3 separate regions of the Zea mays genome follow, and regions 2 and 3 are each linked to region 1. Evidence: chromatin contacts called from public Hi-C data. All regions are on one chromosome and are shown on one strand. The core of a region is the stretch at or near the end of the contact, and the rest is flanking DNA. Distances in the headings are between cores, read along the strand shown.

Evidence for each region. A called contact is a pair of places that touch in the nucleus more often than the background predicts.
Region 2: a contact with region 1 is called in a Hi-C map of ear, with 2.0 times the contacts expected there. The contact joins the enhancer-like site here to the promoter of LOC100191264 in region 1. A contact is called at or near these places in 8 of 25 Hi-C or Micro-C datasets (bundle sheath, ear, leaf and 3 more).
Region 3: a contact with region 1 is called in a Hi-C map of tassel, with 2.4 times the contacts expected there. The contact joins the promoter of LOC100282420 here to the promoter of LOC100191264 in region 1. A contact is called at or near these places in 3 of 25 Hi-C or Micro-C datasets (bundle sheath, ear and tassel).

The regions. Positions count from the first base shown.
Region 1 is chr2:185,517,271-185,519,970 of Zm-B73-REFERENCE-NAM-5.0, forward strand. LOC100191264 reads right to left here and starts at 1,396. Exons shown (of 1, transcript NM_001136698.1): 1 at 112-1,396. The coding sequence starts at 574. The coding sequence ends at 203.
Region 2 is chr2:185,385,587-185,388,286 of Zm-B73-REFERENCE-NAM-5.0, forward strand. No RefSeq gene overlaps it. Among protein-coding and RNA genes, the nearest start is that of LOC103647424, 19 kb to the left of the region's middle. Within about 2 kb of position 1,380, at least 16 of the 20 cell types and tissues checked have an H3K27ac peak or open chromatin away from gene starts, as enhancers often do. A contact at or near this core is called in bundle sheath, ear, leaf and 2 more, where this site is marked.
Region 3 is chr2:185,718,360-185,721,059 of Zm-B73-REFERENCE-NAM-5.0, forward strand. It overlaps LOC100282420 (golgi SNARE 12 protein), which reads left to right and starts at 1,289. Exons shown (of 5, transcript NM_001155331.1): 1 at 1,289-1,507; 2 at 2,159-2,386; 3 at 2,516-2,680. The coding sequence starts at 1,472.

The sequences.
Region 1 (2,700 bases), core at 146-2,645:
GTTGTTTTCTAAAAATAATAATCTACATACCTCTCAATTCTTTAAAAAATGCAATTAAGTGGAAATTTCTTTCTGGAACGAATGAATATTCCTCTCCAACCTACCAATTATATGTGCCATCATTTTCTATTAAGACACGCCATTTCCATACAAAATGCGAAGTGCAAGCATGTTCCTGTATCCTTTTTGTTGGTCTACAATTCTACTTGTACTCATCTCTCCACTTTCCAACACATACCCGAGGACTTGTTCCATGAATCGAAGGAAAATACACACAAAGTAGTGGACAAAGATACACAACTTTGGTTAGCCAAACAAACCTGTACCCACAATAGCACTTCACACATCCTAGGTCACGAACGGCCCCCTGAGAGCAACCCATGAGGCCACGAGGACGACAGTCGGTGGCAGCGAGGTAAACCAATAAGGACAAAGGAAGATGGATTTGGGGAAAATGTAGGCGAAGGGCTCCAAAAGCGCGAGATGGGGATGCAGAGGAGGAGGGAGGAGGTAATAAAGTGTAGGAACATACAGCCGCTCTGTCCGTAGAGATGAGATTCGCGATGACGTCCATGTCCCGGCCCCAGCTACGTCATGCGATCGCTGTGGAGACGTGCGCCCGCACGCTCGGCGAGCACAAGGCTTGGCAAGCTCACTCGTGACGTCCTCAAATCCTCTTCAGTCTTCACCAGCAACTGCACGCGGGGCCGCTCAGAAGCTGGGGCCACCCAGCAGCGGTAGATCCGTATCCACGGGAGAAAGCGAGGCTGGTTGGAGCGCATGATGATGCCGGTCGTTGAACCCGACGTCGTCATGAGTGGAGGGGAGGGCCGCGTGGAAGATGGGACCAGCCCAGTGCCCCAGTAGAGGTAGATTTATGTCCACAGGAGGAAGCGCGGCTGGGTGGAGCGCAGGCTACTGCCGGTCGTCGAACGCACCGTCGCTGTCAGTTGACGATGGTCGTGGCAGGCGCCAATGCCGCCGACAGCTAGCAAACGCCTCCGCCGCCGCCGCGAAGCAACGCCCCAATCCATATCCCGTGGCAACTGGATGTGGGGCCACGACGAGGCCTAGGCCAAGATAGAAGTGCCTCCCCGCTAAAGGAGCCCGATGGCGTCATATTCCTCCCGACGATGTACTACACTTTCGGCAGAGGTGGCAAGCGAGGCGAGAGTGAAGAGAAGTCGGCCACGGAGGTCGCCGTCGGGTGAACAGGTAGAGGGGTTGCTGGCGGAGCTCGACCGGGGGCGGGGGAAGCGGGGGAGAGGAGGACTGATTCTTGGAGACGCCACGACGAGGAAAGCTGGTGGAGCCGGCCTGGCACGGACGACGGCGAGGACGCAGGCTCGACGGCGAGATCGAGGAGGCAGGGACGCGATAGGAGAGGGAGGGCGTGGGAGGGAGGGAAGAGAACATTGGGAGGGACACAGAACTGCTCAGCGTTTGCAGCATCATTGGATGAAAGACTCGCGTCCGTGCCTCTGGAGCGGTGTCAACGTGTCGATCCGCGATGGGCGAATGTCCCGTGAAGTGCGGACGTCGCTTCAAATGGGGTCATGTTTTAATAACTCTGATAAGATATGTGAACCTAGGATCACGTTTTAGAGCATGTACAGTGCAGAGACACCAAAACGGTTCTCCAAGCACAAGAGACAACTAAGAGACTCTATTGTACAATGGAGTGTCTCTAAACGTAGTCTATTAATAAATACAGAATTAAATGTATTTGTATAGCATCAGATCGATAGAACAGACGACAAATTCGTACAGTGGGAAGTGAGGCGTCTGTTGTTACTTGGTTTACGAGCCAGAGGCGTCTCTTCACGGAGAGACGTCTCTAAGATTTTTTTGCAAATAACCCCCTAAAACACATTAAGAGCCCCCACATTAAACACCACTGTACATGCCCTTAGGTCGGAAAAGGGCGCGTCACGCGTCGTCTCTGCTACTGTCATCGAACGCCACAATGACAGAAACCAGAATGACGGGGAATCAGAACGGCCATGAACCAACAAGCATATCTGCGGTGTGTAGACACTGTTGCGGGCCTAAGCCGAAGTAGTATATAGCACGCCAGCATGAACCAGACCACGGTGACCTCAATAACTCGCTATTAGCCTGCAGTTTCAGTCCTGACTACAAATTCAAATCAGAAAAAAAAAACATTCTGACTACAAATGGGACCTAGCTTACGCTGATGGGCTTACATGGAGAAAAGGGCCCATGATCCTGCCCCAGCTTCATACAGACACTGTGGTCCATTTCTTGCCTAAGATTGAATCCCGCATAATGGTCGTGAGTCACGTTGGGCCCAGACACAAGGCCGTGAGCAGTTCGATTATTTTTTCTAAAAAAAAAATAAATGTGACAGAACACACTATAATATAATGCTGAGTATTATATGAAATCATCACACGACTTTAATTTTATCTTATGTTCTTTGTTATAAAACTATGCCTTCCACTTACGACGTCGGCCGAGTTGGCTAAAGTCGGAAAGACACATCAAAAGGGAACTAGTACCTTATAATGACATGACAAAGTGAAGAGACAGACGGTCTTTGTTTATTTTGCCTCCAATGATGGCACAGCTGGAGGTGTGTGTGTGCTGCATGCAAATACATTCAATCTAGAATGTAAATAAAAAAGATTAATCTAGATGTTTTTTTGGCGTACCTCTAGCTAGCTTTAAAGATTTCTC
Region 2 (2,700 bases), core at 130-2,629, 130 kb before region 1:
AATCAAGGAAACTCATACAAATCAATCAATTGTATTACAAAAGCTGGAGTTCATATGTAAACCAAACGCTCCTCAAACCCAGTTCAACAATTTGTTGGAGCAGTTTTATGGTGAAACTGAAACACCGAAGCTGAATTTTTTTAAAGTGAATCCCTCCCAATAAGCCCTTAATATGATGCTTTATCCAATAGAAACACGACTCGTGTTTGTACTACTCCGACTGAGAGCGAGCGCCTCGTGAGACACCCGCCTTGCTCTCTCTTTCATTTATCTCTGCTCCACGTAGACATCCGCTCGCTTATAGCTCGTTATTAAACTTGCTCTTATGGCTCAATAGTTGAGTGTCAATCTTTAATGGAACTCTCATGTCTCCTATTAAGAGCACTTGCAACATGGTACCACCAACTCTCCCTCCCTAGAAAATGGGCTAAATGCCCTGATCTTAAATAGGTACTCTCTCTATCCTAAATTAAAATTTGTTTTAGCCCTTTTAATAGATTCATGAGCTAAAATATACATAAAAATCAAGAGCTAAAATAAATACTAATTTGAGACGGAGGGAGTATATTCTCGTAATATGCTTATTCTATGTTATAGCTATTATTATCTCTTTTATAATAAAATCAGTTAGGTTCCGTTTGTTTCCTTTCATTTTGAGGAATTAGAATCTTACTAATAGAATAGGTTATTTTTTTAGAATGTGACATTCCACCACTTTCCAAAGTTATCATATAAGCCTATCTCAAATTTATGGGGTGAGAGAGGGAAATTGATTCTATAGATTTACAAGCTATTTTTCCGATGTACAACTTATAGCACACTCTTCTAATTGCTTCGCTATAACATAAATGCAGTATATAACTATCTCTCTCATATGATTTAGGATAATATACAAATATATATTATCTAAATTATAATTATTAAAATGGAATTTAATTCCAACGAAACAAACGGGCCCTTAGATTTAAGATAATTTGACTTGCATGGATCATAGGAAAGTGCCATGACGCATCTCACTTATCCATGAGAATTGAGATGATTCGAGCGTTCAGTCCACACACTTCCGTGCAGCTTCACTTTGAAGTAACTATCTATGTCTACTTTATTCGTAGAAGGCTAATTAATCTTTTTTTTCTAGATTATACAATACACTTATACACATAAGGCACGTATACTATAGACGTCTCGTTATCAATGAAAACGATGCCCACTACTGGAATCAAAGAGCTATCTAGCGTTATGGGCTCACGACCATGCTCGGCCTTATGTAGCGAAGTCAGATCGTGACCATTTCGCTATTGTTGCAAACCGCCAAGCCGCAATATCGATGGGCCGTGGACAGGTGTTTCGATAGGGCTCTCGCTGTCCATCAGGCATCGTAGGCCCAGCGCCACATGACCGACTGCGACTTCAGTCTACTCGCCATCCTATTTGTCGCTTAAGGGCGTCCCCGAGCGAGCGAGAAGCATCTCCGAGCATTGTGACATGGAGTAGAGAGAATATTAAGTTATATACATCAACAACTTCTATCCAAAAGATTAAACTGATAGAAAGAGACGGACAATTCATTTATATTATATTTTAATATTTCTCATGTCGAGCCTCTTTTGGGTCTCTAACGTGAAATATAGGAGCGAGCAATAATTATTTTATTTTAATCGTGCTAACTAGGATTTAAACTCAAGACCTCTAGATATGATACCATATTAAGTTGTATGTATCAACCAATTCAACACAAAGGCTTAAGCTGATGGGAGAAGATGAACAATTCACTTATATTATATTCCAACACTCCCTCCAGTCACAATGGGGACACCGCAAACGATAAGACTGGAGTAGAAGCCAACGGTAGGAGTCGAAGGGCTGAAATCTCCTCGCAGACACAGCTTGTGAGGGTGCGAATGTTACGGCTGGAGCAGAGACCGATGTGGACTTTAAGAAGACAATAGTCCATGGATGCTGAGGTAGCCGAAGTCGAGATGGTCGTGATTGGGAGACACGCAACAGTAGGTTGTTCTTTGGGAGGGGTCGACGTTCGAGCGTCAACGGTCGACGGGGAGACATAACAAAAGAGCACTAGTAGGTTGAGGACCTTCTTGCTTCTTGGTTTGTCCGGTCGTCGAGGAGCCCCGCCAGGGAGGCCGAGGGCAGCGCGCGCGTCTACGCCGGTCAGGGTGGTCGCACTCGTGGTAAAGTAGAAGGGGAACGACGGATCCGGTCGGGAAGGCCACGGCTGCGACGGATCCAGCCATGAAGACGGCGATACAGTCAAGGGACGGTAGATCTAGCCAGGAAGGCCACAACAACGGTGGATCTGACCGGGAAGGCCACGGTAGCGACAGATCCAGTTGCGGTGGCGATGAAGAAGGGGTGGGACAACGGGGCGGGTCCAGCCGGACAGGGCCTGCGCTGCGCCGGACCTGGTAGGGAGGGCTTTGACGTCGGTGACGGGAAAAGCTCAAAAAGTTGTGGGGGCATGTGGTGGGCCGCGCTAGCGAGCAGGGGGGTTGGACAGAGACCCACACCCGCTCCTAGATGGGGGAAGGCAGACACACGTATGGAGAGGAGTGGCACGAGCAGATGCCTGGGAAGGAGAGGGAGCCGTGGCCGGGGGGCGCCTGTCGCGGTAGCGTCGAGGCCACCCATGCCAACTGTGGTGGCAGCGAGGTCGCACTCACCCGCTGCAGCTGCAGCAGGGCC
Region 3 (2,700 bases), core at 39-2,538, 200 kb after region 1:
CTCAATAAAAACGAAGGGATGAACGTCCGGCTAGTTGTTGGAGATATCCACCAGTCACCACTCACCAGCTGCGGTTGTGGCAGAAGATGCCCAGATGTCGCCGCCCACCGTCCACACGTCGCCGGCCGCTTCGACTATTTACAGCCGTCGTCCGTAGGCTCCCTGCAGCGGCTTACCATGGTAGCGCTCGCGGGATAGCAGCGCGCTCACGCCCATCTCCAAGACCGCGGTCGGGTCCCCTGCCATGGCGTGCACAGCCTCGCGCATCTCTCCACGACCCTTGGAGATGGCGTGCTATTCGTGCCTGAAGAAGCGTGGTGCCTATCTGAATCGCTCAATAAATGAAGAGTGAAGCGTCTGTATCACGCTCTTGTTTGCAGCTGATGGCATTGGAGGCCAATACCTATAGAAAGTTGTTTGTTTAGAGTCTCTGTAGATTGCTCATGTGGAGCTTGTGTAGATTGCATTGGAGGCGTGAGTTCTGTTGGCTCATGTGAAGCCTGTAACCCTGAGATATGAAAGGAGGAATAAAGTACAGCTTGTTCATTTTGATTTTGATCAGAAATTGATTTTGTAACCAATATTGTTTGCACATTCAAGCAAATGCATTTGTACAGCTTGTTTGCAAATAAGAATAACAAAAACACTCAGAGCTTGTTTGCACATAAAAATACAGAGCCAACAGAGCCAAATTTCAGCTAACATCCAGTACTACTATTCAGTGTGCTTGTTTGCTTCTCCAAAAAAAAAACAGCAGCAAAAGGATCTTGGCTATGTGATCCTGAACTAGGAGGAAGAAAAGGAATCCAATGTCAGCTTGGCTATGTGAGCCTGAACCTGTCCTGGAGCATACAAACTGTTTTGAGCGGCAAATTCCATTTGATCCCAAACACACTACGTACATGACAACATCAAATTCCCTGCGTTTGTTGAGCGATTACAAACACCGTAGTAATCCTAGCCAACCGTCACGGCGACGGTGCGCGGCGGTCGGCGTGGGCGGCAGTTGATTGCCGTGTGCTGCAGTCGGTTGGCAGGGGTCGGTCGGCGAGGGCGCGGGTCGCCGGAGTGAGCGGCGATCGGATGGACCGTCCGCGTGGACGAATTCTGCAACATTGCAAGCGAGCGTGACGAGCTGAGCGTGGGGTTCTTTGAAAAAAGACCACCGTTGGTTGCCGGATGTGTGGACTTGATGCGCGTTGTGCATTTGTGCACGGGCGGTCGTTTGTGGACCCGATACGAGCCCTCGCCAAACACATCGGCGCATCAGGTTCGGCCACCACCAACCACCCGTTCCGCGCCCGTCCTCGACCCTCCCACCTATTCGCTCGCTCGCTCGCCGTCCGCGCCCGCGCGGGCCGCGAGATCTAGGCCAGTCGCCGCGGCCGTGGCCGCGGGCTGACGGGATCTCTGTCCTCCCGACACGACGAACCTCTAGGAAGGCGCCTAAGACGAGGAGGAAGCGGGGGCTATGGAGGCGTCTTCCTGGGACGCCGTTCGCAAGCAGGTGACCCGGCCCTCGGACCACACGCGCTTTTCTTTCCATCCGCAGTTCCATGGATCCTCTCGGTCCCGCTCTCGCCGTCTCGCGGCTGCGTAGCCCCGTATGGGCCACCCTAGTCTCTACTTGGGATCTGGCTCCCGTCAACTCCGCGATGGAGTGGGGATACAGGTGCGCAGAAGTGAGGAGGGACGATTTTAGAGGAGGCTGCTCTGTTGGTCGTCGAATTCCGTAGGGTACTCGTGTCGGGAGTAAATGCTGTGCCGAGAAAAGCTGAATTGGATTCGTTTCGATGATCCGTTAGTCTAGTTGTTCGCTTGTAACGTCATTTAGCATTTCTCCTAGTGAAGGGGCAACCTGTAGCAACGATGCACTGATTGCAGAATGCTATACTGTCTAGATTTCGTTTCCTGCTTCTCTAAACGAACCTTTCATTGACTTTCTCTGTCTTCCTAACGAAGCCATGTATGTTTACTGGTAATATGATTATAGTGGTTTAAGACTGCCAATGCTCGGAAACATGGCATACTGTATTAGCTAACTTTACGTCTTTGTGGTTTCATGATGCTGTAGGATACTCCTGTTTTTCTTGTCTTGTCTGATTAATGGTGTCTAAGGTTTAGCGTGTTTTGAATGGTTTATTGCCTCCCCTTTCAGGCAAGGAGGTTGGAAGCTCAGTTAGATGACCAAATGATTGCATACCGTAAATTGGTTTCTATGAAATCAGACGGTTCAGAGGACAACATTGAGTCTGATATAGAAAGATCACTGAAGCAGTTACAGCAAGTGAATTCGCAAATGCAAACTTGGGTATCATCAGGAGGTTCTGAAGTTCTTTCTCATACTCTGACTCGTCATATGGAGATTTTGCAAGACCTTACTCAGGTTCTGGTTGCCTCTTAGACTACTAAGTTCCATTCATCATAACTACTTTGAATGTACTGCTAAGAAAGCACCGTATATAACATGACTGTACTCCCATTTTGACACCATGATTTGTTTCATCAAATATAGGAATTCTATCGGCTTCGATCAAGTCTCAGGGCAAAACAACAGCATACTTCTCTCCTTGACTTGAGAGATTTTGACAGAGCAAAGTTTGATGTTGAGGAGCCGTCAGACTCAGCTGATCAAGTTCTTCTCAGGGAACAAGCTGCGATTGGCAGGAGTACTGGACAGGTACAAATATATCCTCCTTT